Linked DNA regions of Anas platyrhynchos: regions 1 and 2 are each linked to region 3. A link is a contact called in public Hi-C data. All regions are on one chromosome and are shown on one strand. Each heading gives the region's core, a stretch centred on a gene start, on an enhancer-like site or on the middle of the called end of the contact. The rest is flanking DNA. Distances are from core to core; before and after follow the strand shown.

The links. A called contact is a pair of places that touch in the nucleus more often than the background predicts.
Region 1: a contact with region 3 is called in a Hi-C map of liver, with 1.9 times the contacts expected there. The contact joins the promoter of ADAMTSL3 here to the enhancer-like site in region 3. A contact is called at or near these places in 2 of 8 Hi-C or Micro-C datasets (liver and subcutaneous adipose tissue).
Region 2: a contact with region 3 is called in a Hi-C map of liver, with 2.3 times the contacts expected there. The contact joins the promoter of SH3GL3 here to the enhancer-like site in region 3. A contact is called at or near these places in 2 of 8 Hi-C or Micro-C datasets (liver and subcutaneous adipose tissue).

The regions. Positions count from the first base shown.
Region 1 is chr11:15,462,019-15,465,434 of IASCAAS_PekinDuck_T2T, reverse strand. It overlaps ADAMTSL3 (ADAMTS like 3), which reads right to left and starts at 1,483. Exons shown (of 31, transcript XM_027466441.3): 1 at 1,271-1,483.
Region 2 is chr11:15,376,110-15,379,467 of IASCAAS_PekinDuck_T2T, reverse strand. It overlaps SH3GL3 (SH3 domain containing GRB2 like 3, endophilin A3), which reads right to left and starts at 1,910. Exons shown (of 10, transcript XM_072043449.1): 1 at 1,778-1,910.
Region 3 is chr11:15,622,767-15,626,308 of IASCAAS_PekinDuck_T2T, reverse strand. ADAMTSL3 (ADAMTS like 3) reads right to left here. Exons shown (of 31, transcript XM_027466441.3): 21 at 1-764. Among named protein-coding and RNA genes, the nearest start is that of EFL1, 40 kb to the left of the region's middle. Within about 2 kb of position 1,653, at least 2 of the 8 cell types and tissues checked have an H3K27ac peak or open chromatin away from gene starts, as enhancers often do.

The sequences.
Region 1 (3,416 bases), core at 234-2,733, 160 kb after region 3:
AAAAGAAAACCTCTCTTCTAAAAGATCAAGTGTCCCAAATGAAAACCAGCTCTCGCACCTGTCAACTAAACGTAATTGAGTCTCCTTACAGGAGTGTTTAATCACTTCCTTCTTAAAAAATAAATAAATAAATAAAATAAATAAATAAAAATTAAAAAAAAAGGGGGAAAGGAACACACCCTCTCCCCACCCACCCTCAGCCCTTAGCGCTCCTGGATGCTCCGGTCATTCACAAGTCCCAGGCTGCTGTGCCAGCTAAGAAGGAAGGCTGATCCCCTCGCCAGGCGCTGCCGGGATCCAGCAGCTTCTGCTATCGGCAGGTGCCGTGCCTGGGCTCACCCAGCGGGCGAGCGGTTCCGCTTTCCCCGGGGCTCGGCACGGAGCCCCTCCAGGCCGGTCTGCGCCCTGCAGGGCGCTGCTGCCCGCCCGGGCTGGGGGCAGCTGCCCGGAGAGCCCCGGGAGGCTGCGGCTGCAGCCATGGCCCAGCCCGGCACCCCGCGGCTCTCACCCACCTGGTGCGGAGCCCGGCTCGGCTCAGCGGGGCCGGAGGGGAGGCAGGGAGCAGCTCGGGCTCCGCCGGCGCCTCCTTCCCTCCCGCAGGGCACGGAGAGCCTGGCCCGTCACGGCACCGGCGATCCAGCATCCTGCATCACGGAGAGCCCCTCCCTCGCGGCAGGCTCCAGCCCACCGCCGCCCGTTAGCCAAGGTCCTACAGGCTGCTGGCAGCCGGCCTGGACCCCCCTCCCTCCCTTTCCCTCTCCCCGGTCCCCCCCTTCCCAGCCCGGCCCCGGTCGGAGGCTCCCGGGCGCCTCCACCTGCGGTGCGGGGCCATGGCCCTGCCCGGCGCCCCCAGCGCCGCCGCGGCTCCGCTCCCCCCCGCTGCCCCCGGGCAGAGCGAGCGGGCGCCCGGCCAGAGGGGCCCGGCTCCCCGCCGGCTGCCGAGGGCTGGCGGGGCTCCGGAGCCGGCAGCCGAGAGCCCGGGGCCGAGCCGTTCGTCTTCCCCCCGAGGGGCGAAAGCTACCGTGAAGGCAGCCCCCCAAGCCTGCCGCGGAGCGGCTTCCAAAACCGCAAGCATCCCGTGTCTCATCTCCAAGCTGCTCTCGCAGTCCAGCTGCAAATCTGCTCGCACACCGAGGAGGTCTTTAATCACGCTGCCCTCTGCGATATTTTTAGGTTTCCTACTGTAAATCTGACAAGCACGCCTCGTCCGACAGCTCTGCTCGCGGTCTCCCTCTCAGCTGCTGGGCAGTACCTCCGTAAAATCCTCTACCTTTCGCTACGGCTCCCACTGATGTCCCAAGCTTCCGTCGAGCCTGCTAAGAGCAACGCACAGAAAAAGGGCTGTTATCCCTGCCACCGAAGTTAAAAATACGCTCCAGTGAACTAAACATAACCGATGAAGAGTTTGTTCAAATATGTTGCACTGGAAACTTTTCCAATGTGTTTAGGTTTCTCACTAGCGAGGGAAGGCGCCTCCTCCATCGTTAGGAACAGAGTGCCCTCTGCTGAAACTAGGCTGGGAGGAAAGCAGCCAAAGGGGAGATGCCAAAAGCAACCAGAGGGATCCATTTCAGCTGTTAGTTACTTAATCAACCGCACGGTCCTTGAATTATGACTTCAATTATACCCATGCCATTTGTTATCTTAAAAAAAAAAAAAAAAAAAAAAGTGAGAGAGAAAGATATCCTGGTGCAGACAGCACATGTATCCGACCTGATCACAAACGATTTAGGCAGAATTTAGCCATTAGATCTCCTGATGCAGAAAGCCAAGTTTCTCATCTCAAAACTACGGCCAGTAGTACTGCAAGAACAAAGATAGAAAGAAACTTGTTCACAACTACAGAATGAAACTGCTACAGAATGAGACCTGCCATCTAGTGAGGCAGGCACAGTTTGCACAAGCCTTATTCAGAATCACACTGCATTTAGGATTACTTAGCCCTCAACAATTGAGGGAGTCCTTTGGATCCCTGATATAAAAGCTACAGAATGGGCCATTAATTTGCTGACCAGGTGGGTATTTACACAAACAAACAAACAAACAAACCACTGTATTTCTAGCACTTGTGTTAGCCACAGATTACATTGAAAAGTTCAGTCCTGAGATTTTAATAGCATTTTCCAGATTTGAAGGCTGACTGGCATTTCTTTGTTTTTCTTTCAGTGCCATTCATCTTTGTGTTCTTTACTTTCTCAAGCCTACTAGGGAAAAACAACAACAAAGAAACACAAACCAAGAGCTTACTCCGAGACCTTCTCAGAAGGTTGCTCCTGCTCATCCTTCACATCAGTTCTGTGTGTATCCTTCAACACAAAAGATACTCAAGCATTACATATGCGGGTCTTAGAAACACTTGTTCACCCTCTGCAGTGAATTACAGAAGAGAAAAGTGGTGCAGTAGGAAGCAGACTATGTTAGACAACTCTTAGGACAGATTCACTGACTTAAGCAAGCCTACTGATGTATCCTACACACTAATTCCTTGCATGACCTTGAGCTTAGGTTATAGGCTCCATGTCTGAATTCACAGGGCATGTATGAAAACAGAGGTAAACACCTGCAGGCATTATCCCCCAGGATATTTTCAAAAAGCATTGTAATAAATAATGCAGGCACCTTGTGTTACCCTACCTAGTAAAACAGCAATCGGCAACATGTCTCACCCAAACTACAGCAGTGACAGCAGAGTTAATCCCATTCTCCCTCATCATTCATGGTTTTATTTTGCTTTTATTACACAGAAATCTTCCCTTTTGTGAGGAAAATGAGCACCCAAGAACTAACATCTTTTTATCGTAAGCCTGCTACTGTCAAATTACACAGTTTTGACAGCTTTTAACCAGGCATTTTCATCTACAGCTGATTTGTCCCCTCCTTTATGCAGTTTCTTTAATTTCTTCACCTCGGCCTCATCCCACACCCCTGTCACTTTACTGTTCTCACTAAGCTTCCAGTGAGCATGAAAGCTTTGAGATTTTGACTCCTGAAGATCTCCATTATCCCTTCTGCTGAGCCAAGCAAATGCCGAATGAAAGTCAGAGGTCCAGGCAAGATGTGTTTGACAAAACCACTTCAAAGTTCACAGCACTTGCAGTTCCACAGCAGACTCCTGCAATGCACGTCCTAAACTTAAAGGCCACAAACTTACAGGGTCTAGAAGCCTATCTTCCATCCCTGGAAAAGTTTGTCAGGAATCTTACAAAAACTAATTGACCATTCAAGCATAAAAGAAATCACCATTTCTAAGGAGACATTTAAGTTCCCTTCTGATCACTCTGTCTATAATCTGTACGGATTATAAACTCTTCAAGAAAATTATTCTGTCTTTCTTTTTTTTTTTTTTTTTACACTGTTTGCACAACCCCTTGTCCAGTGTCAAAATCCTTTAGATATTGCCTTATTAGCAATTTTAC
Region 2 (3,358 bases), core at 661-3,160, 250 kb after region 3:
CTTTAAATATCATCTTAAAAAATCGTGATCTTAATAATGAAGAGAACAAACCTTTTCAGTGGAAAAAGGATGCACAGAACAACAACACATGATACCTTGCCTAGAGAATGCAATACACAAGCTTCTTTGATAATGATTTATTCAGCTTTACCAGGTAAAAACACATTATCATTAAAAAAAAAAAAAAAAAAAAAAAGGAAAAAGGTAAAATAAAAATCTGAATAATGCATATTTGTACCATACATCTTAAAAAGGGAGAAAACAGTAAAAAATGAAAAATAAAATCCAGTCATTTCCCTTCTCCACATATAAATCTCTTCTCAATTCTATTTTAACTTCATATTACAGGACAGAAAGTTGTATCAACTCCTGTTACGCTGAACCCTTACAAAATACTCATTGTGGGCATTTCAAAGAATTTGACTGATGTTTAAAAGCAATCTGAATATCAGTAAATATCTTGTAGTGAGCTCGTGAATATTCAGACATACCTAGTTTTAACAAAACTTTTACAGCATGGATGTTGTTTTGCTTTCAGTGTAATTTAATAGGTCTTTTGGGATCTGCCATGTTTGAACATCTGGGAATCATCACATGTTGTCTGTTGATCAATGAGGCAACAGGAAAGGCATGATGTGTCACAGATGTTAAATATGGCAATACTCCATAGACCGACTGGATCACAAATGGGAATGATCAGACTTTGAAAAATCTGATTAAGATTCATTGACTGGATAAAATTCAATTTTTTTCTCAAATTTCCTAACTGTTCAGATAACAATGGGTAATATAGTGGTCAAAGAATTGCTGGAAAGTGGCTTATTTGGAGGAAAAAAATGACATAGCTGAAGATGAGGACTTTTACTGTCAAATATCTTACAGGAAGATGAATACAACTTGCCAGGTCCCTGCTGTCTCATCATGAAGATTAATGTCTACTACTGGATAACTCTACCACTCCTTGTATTACAAAGAATACATAAATCAAATGTATTGTGTTAATTTAAGCATCATAGTTAATTGAGTAACTGCCACTATACTAAGAAACCTATTTCTCCCCCTTCACAATCAAAGAAGAAATAGCAGATACTAATTCCTTTAACTGTTAACCATGAATGCCACCTTCTGGTCTTGCACAGAAGTGCCCTTTGACAGGAAGAGGGGAAAAAAAGACTTTCACCCAGTAGTTAGCAGATAACCGTTTGAGTTAAATAGATGTTAAAAACGTGTGAAATACGGACATGACTCCTGACAGACTTCCTTGCTTGCTCGTTGAAATTTAAAGGAACTCAGATATTTACTTTTGTAAAGAAATTACGTAGTTTAAAAAATAAACACACTTGACATTGACTTTCTGTAGAAACAACCTGGAAACTGTCGTATTTCAAGGTAGCAGCTGAATCAATACCACGAATGAAATCCTGACCTCACTGAAGCTGACAGAACTTTTGCCACTGACTTCAATGGGGCCCAAAGTTTCAGCCTGTACTTTATGAAAGTTGCTCTTGTGTACTGATCTTTGAATTTTCAAAGGGTTTTAACAAAGCTAGGCACGTATATTCTCCTACAAATTCAGTGGAAATGGGATTTTAAAGAGGAAACTAAGAAGAGCTGCTCCCACAATGAGCTGTACATGAAGATGGTAAAAGTTTTCAGAGACTTCTCATTCCCCGTGATCAGACAAGAGTAGCTATTGCTTTTATTGCTTGAACTTCTCCAGCAATAGACTTACAGTTGTTTAGTGTTGCTAGTACAGGTAAAAGCATGTTATACGTACCAGAACATGTTCCTTGAAGCAATCATATTATCATGGTGTAATGGACTCCCAAATCAAAGCAAACTGGTTCTCCGGCTGCTAGGATGATATACAGACAGCAGGGGAAACAAGCCAGGGAATTTCTCTCACCTGGGGAAGCAAATAAGAAGCATTTCTCCGATGCATGAAGATGAATATTTGGGCAGACAGTAGCTGAAATCCCCTGCAGTAACAGATTGCTTTACATCTACTGCATTTAACTCATAACATTTTTTAACCTAGCTGTTCTAGCTCTGCAAGCTCTTTCAGACTCAAATTTTCAAGTCATAGTTAAAAATAATTTCAGTGGTCCCAATCCTGCACTTAGATACATCCGCAGGTAATCAGTCATCTCTTCTTAGGCTCCTTTTTGGTTCCGCTTAATGATTTCTTTACTGTGTCAAGCATAACGTGGCAGAGATTGTATGCAAAGTGACTAATCATTTAACCTTAATGTAGACACTAAACCACTTTTAATTTGCCTAATATGTGATTCTAATATTTTTTAATGTCAGATATGAAGTAATGTCAAGGATTCAGTAACATACATTGGAAGAGATTAAAAAATAGCATCAGCTATTATATGTTAGTAACTGATGCACTCACAGAAAAAATTTGGCTGACATGTTTGCTAAAATATTTCCTTACAATTAAAAATTTCTAACTCAATATGGGGGAAAACACAAGGGAAAAATGATGGATTCTATTATTTTTTTTTTTCCTTTTTAAAGTTATGTTAAATGTATTGGGTTTCTATATGCTGCAGATGTGTGGCTCTGTAATAAACAAAATTAGCATGAAGCTTTAATGTATATATATTTACAGTCTTCTTGGGAGGAAGAAAATAAAAGCTGTGGATTAAATCCATCTTAAACTATAGCTCTGCTCTTCTTACAGCACCATACTTGCACGTTCTTCCTGATAGGTCAGCCTGCAAATATGACCCAGGTGTGACCCATTCCACCCTATCTGTGGAAAATAGGTACCCACTTACTCAGTCCTGTTATACAAGTGTCTACAGAGTTTGTTATTTTTCTCAGCTACTATCTGAGAAATCTGTTAGAAGCCATTTATAATTTTGACATGTATACTAAATTTTGACATATATACTGGGTAATGGGAAGCACATTTGTGAATTTCACTCTTTTTTTCTTTTTTCTTTTTTTTTTTTTTTCCTTCAACTCCTTTAAATTTGACCTAAAACTTTACAGGGCTGCTAAGATTCTTAAAGTATTATACCTTTCCTTTAACCAGAGTGATTACCATCAGGGTGCAACAGCGTGTGCTGGAGGAGTTTGTTGGTTTTTTAAGGTAAGAAGGGGTTGAGGAGAGAAGTGGTCAAGGCAAAGAGAGAGAAATGAGGTATAAACTGTTCCAACACCCATCCAGTGTTAGTGATACTATCTCCAATCTGTAGATGGCAGTGATCTTCCACTACCTGCTTCAGGAGAAAAGGGGGTGGTGGGGAAATCCTTAAATTAAAACCACTATGCAAAACAGATGTGGGGAAAATTAGTTGTGAGGTTAACTTAATGCTGTATACAGATCTTTTTTTACACTAAA
Region 3 (3,542 bases), core at 404-2,903:
TTGTGGAAGCCTAGATAATTCAGCAATTAATTGATAAATGACCTGGGATGCCAAGTCATCATTGACTTCTCCAGTTTCAATGAGCTGACTCATGTTGCTTATTAGTTCTTCAAACTGCACGGTATCCATGCTGTAGGCACCTTGGAGAACTGCTGCCTCCACTCGTTTATTCTTGAATTCTCGAGAGCTAAATTCTTCTGCTGAATTACTCCCAAAGGTTTCAAGATTTCTCAGAAATGGTTGATCATTTACTTGCCTGTCACCCAGATAGAGCTCATTCTTCTTACTCCACATTTGCCACATTTTGCTCATTTTATGCCATTTGGCACCAAAGCTGTTGGCCTCGTTGTGATCTACATTAGCAGTTTCACTGGCATGTTTTCTAAGATTTGGTGGTTCTATCAGTCTGTTATCAGTACCAATGAGTTTGAGTACAAATGTTTCGTGCACAGAGCCTGCAATACACCGGTACACACCGATATCAGTTGCTTCAAGACAATGTATTTTCAGTGACCCTGACTTGGTGATGCCAAGTCTTTTAGAGTTTTGTAAATGTTGTCCATCTTTCTCCCATCGGATAAGTGATTTCTGGAATCTTCGTACAGGGCACTTAATTACAACAGATGTTTTTGGAAGTAAGTATGCTCGGCTTCCTATGGTAAAATTGATGCGCTTCTCTTGTCTGGTCTGAATATAGACTCGGTGTATACTGAGAATCTGAGGTCCATGAGCAGAATACTTTTCTGGAAGCTTTGGTTTAATCTCTGAAAGAAAACTAAGTGTTGAAAAGTATCTAATCATTGGCACTCATGCTTACAAAATCTGCTTTTCACAGAATGCTTGACGGAATTTTTCCTGACTTTGTTCAAGTCAGATTGCAAAATGTTGAGCTTTTATCTAAGTCACAAAAATGCAAGAAAATGAACAACATGAAACCATAACATTCCCCTGCTCCAGCCAAGAATTCTATTACTTCTTCCCCAAAACTCCCAACAATGAGAAGATACCGACTATGTATACTTATATGAAGGACATAGATGGTGCACACATACCTAAATGTATACTGAGATATATTATATATTATTTTATATTATATACATAATCCTATTATGGTTATGTTTCCTATTGCTGCCTCAGAAAGGCTAGGCATGAAGGGAATGGAAAAAGTGAATCAAAAATTTGAACACATTATTACTTTCCCTACATTAGAGAACTGTCAAGTGTGGAACGACCTAAATAAAACAAAATCCATCTGAAAAGCAAGACTCCCCTTGACTGTTATTTAAATTGTTGGCTGGCCTTGCTTGTTGTCTGCCTGACTGAAGCCAAACAGCGACATAGGAGGTGAAAGAAGCAGTCAATGAAGACACAGTACATGTAACAAGCAGAGCCACCCTGTAATCACTGACTGAGGGTAATTTCTTCAGGTTGAAAGATGAGGTGTTCACAGCGCTATGCCAAGAATGAAGAGAGGGAAGTGAGGAAAGAGAAAAGTCAAAACTTGGAGAGGCCAAACACAGTCATCAGATGAATTGACAAAAGCAGACAATACTGCATAAAGCTTCATGCAGACAGGGTACAGAGACACTGGGTATTACAAAGCTCCTCCTGCATCCTACTGCAGACAGCTGGATGTAGAAAGGTTTCCAGGGTGCTGCTTAAATGCTACCACCACAAGCAGGCTTTCCCAGAAGTGGCCGGGTAGGCACACAGGAGGCAACAGCAGAATGACTGCAATGTTTCAGATACCACTGTGTTGACTCACTGCTGGCAAGTACTGTGCCCTGCTTTGATCAGGAGAACTAATCTGACTGAAAAAGCACTAGGTAGGTGAGAAACAAAGCAATCTAGGAGGGGAGCAAGGGCATGCACCCCCTGAGCTCATTCCATGCACAATGAAACTGGCCAGCTGGGAAGAGTCGGGAAACACTCTACACTGGTGCTAGAAAACAATTCAATCGTATTTGGTGACCCAGCCTTTTGGTATTTGACAGAAAAACACTGAGCCTGCAGAATGAGTTGATGAGCCAGAAAATGGACACAAATAAAAATGCTCCTCAATTGCCTGAATTTGAAATCATTACTACTATTCCACTTGGTAGGTACAGAAATAAAATGACAACCACATTGATGGCACACAAACGATATTTGAAAAACTGCATGCTTCTTAATATACATATGCTTCAAATATGCTGTGAAGAAATAGGTGAAAAGCTAAATGTTTCAAGCATTCAATAAGTGTGTACACTATATGAACTACACCCTAGAGTGCATTCTTATGCTTATAAAACAAAATGGTTATTTTCAATGTTTTGGGTAATGAGTTCAGACCAGTGGGGATATCATGGTTTCATAATTACTCAGCTTTTATATCAGTTTTTGTTATCCAGATACATGGTTCCCTCAACCATTTCACATAGTACAACAAATAAATTGCTTTAGGCACTTAGTTTACTAAAATTATTAAACTAGTGTCCTGTTTTTAATAAGTTATTGGGCCCCAAATATTTATTTTTAGGGAAATGTTCCAATATTAAATCTTCGATTTCCAAAATCCAACTTACAGACACAGTAAGTGTAACTTTAAACACACAAATTAAAATACTTCAGGCTGTGCTCTGTTTACACTAGTTATTCCAACATGGAATTAAATCCAGTGCACACTTATAAATATGTTAACAAGTCTCATCCATTTCTTCTTTTTTTAAAAAAAAAAGAAAGAAAGAAAGACCACTAACTCTCATTAGCAGTTCAACACTAAAGGGTGTGTATATTTTTACTGGTGACTGGTGAGCAAGATTAGGAGTGAAACAAAGTTCAGAGCTGTGGATGGCAGGCCATATAAATATATAAAGTCATATAAATATATAAGGCCACATAAGTGTTTCTAGATCCTTAGTATCATCCAGTCTTGCAGCTGCTGAGGTAATGGACTGTTTGGGAGAGTTTTTTCTACGAGGTAAATCTCACTTAATGATTAGATTGTACTGGAGCCATTGGACCTCATTATCACCTGGTACAAATCCATCTGAGTCTATGACCTCTAATGGTCCTGTGCAGCTTTAGCTGGGCGTCAGGTCCTGGTGACCTCAGGGGTAGATGGGTGTTATTTCCTTTTTCTCAGAGTCAGGAATGTTCTGACTTAATAGGTCCAATATTAAGTAGAAAACTGCTTCAATTACTAGTCCCAAGGTAAAAGATGAAGTATAAAAAGCCCCAGCATTGTCACGAGACAACGAAAATGAAGGAACTCATCTGAGCCGCAGATGAGAACCAAGAACCCCTAAGAGCATGCATGCCATGCATCACACTAAGGTCTGCTTCACTCTTCATTGCTAGCCATCTGCCACCTGAGGGCCATGCTATATCCTGCCTTCTATCCGCTCCCCCTTCTGGGGGGCCTGAACCCACAGCTGCAGGAGGAGGAATGCCTCCTGCACGTTACTGTGCATCCAAAGCCTGCTGCTGCTGCTTCTGCCCTGGCTCCTTCTGCAAAATTCAGATTGAAACTAGAGGTATGGACATGTCTCATGCCTTCCCCT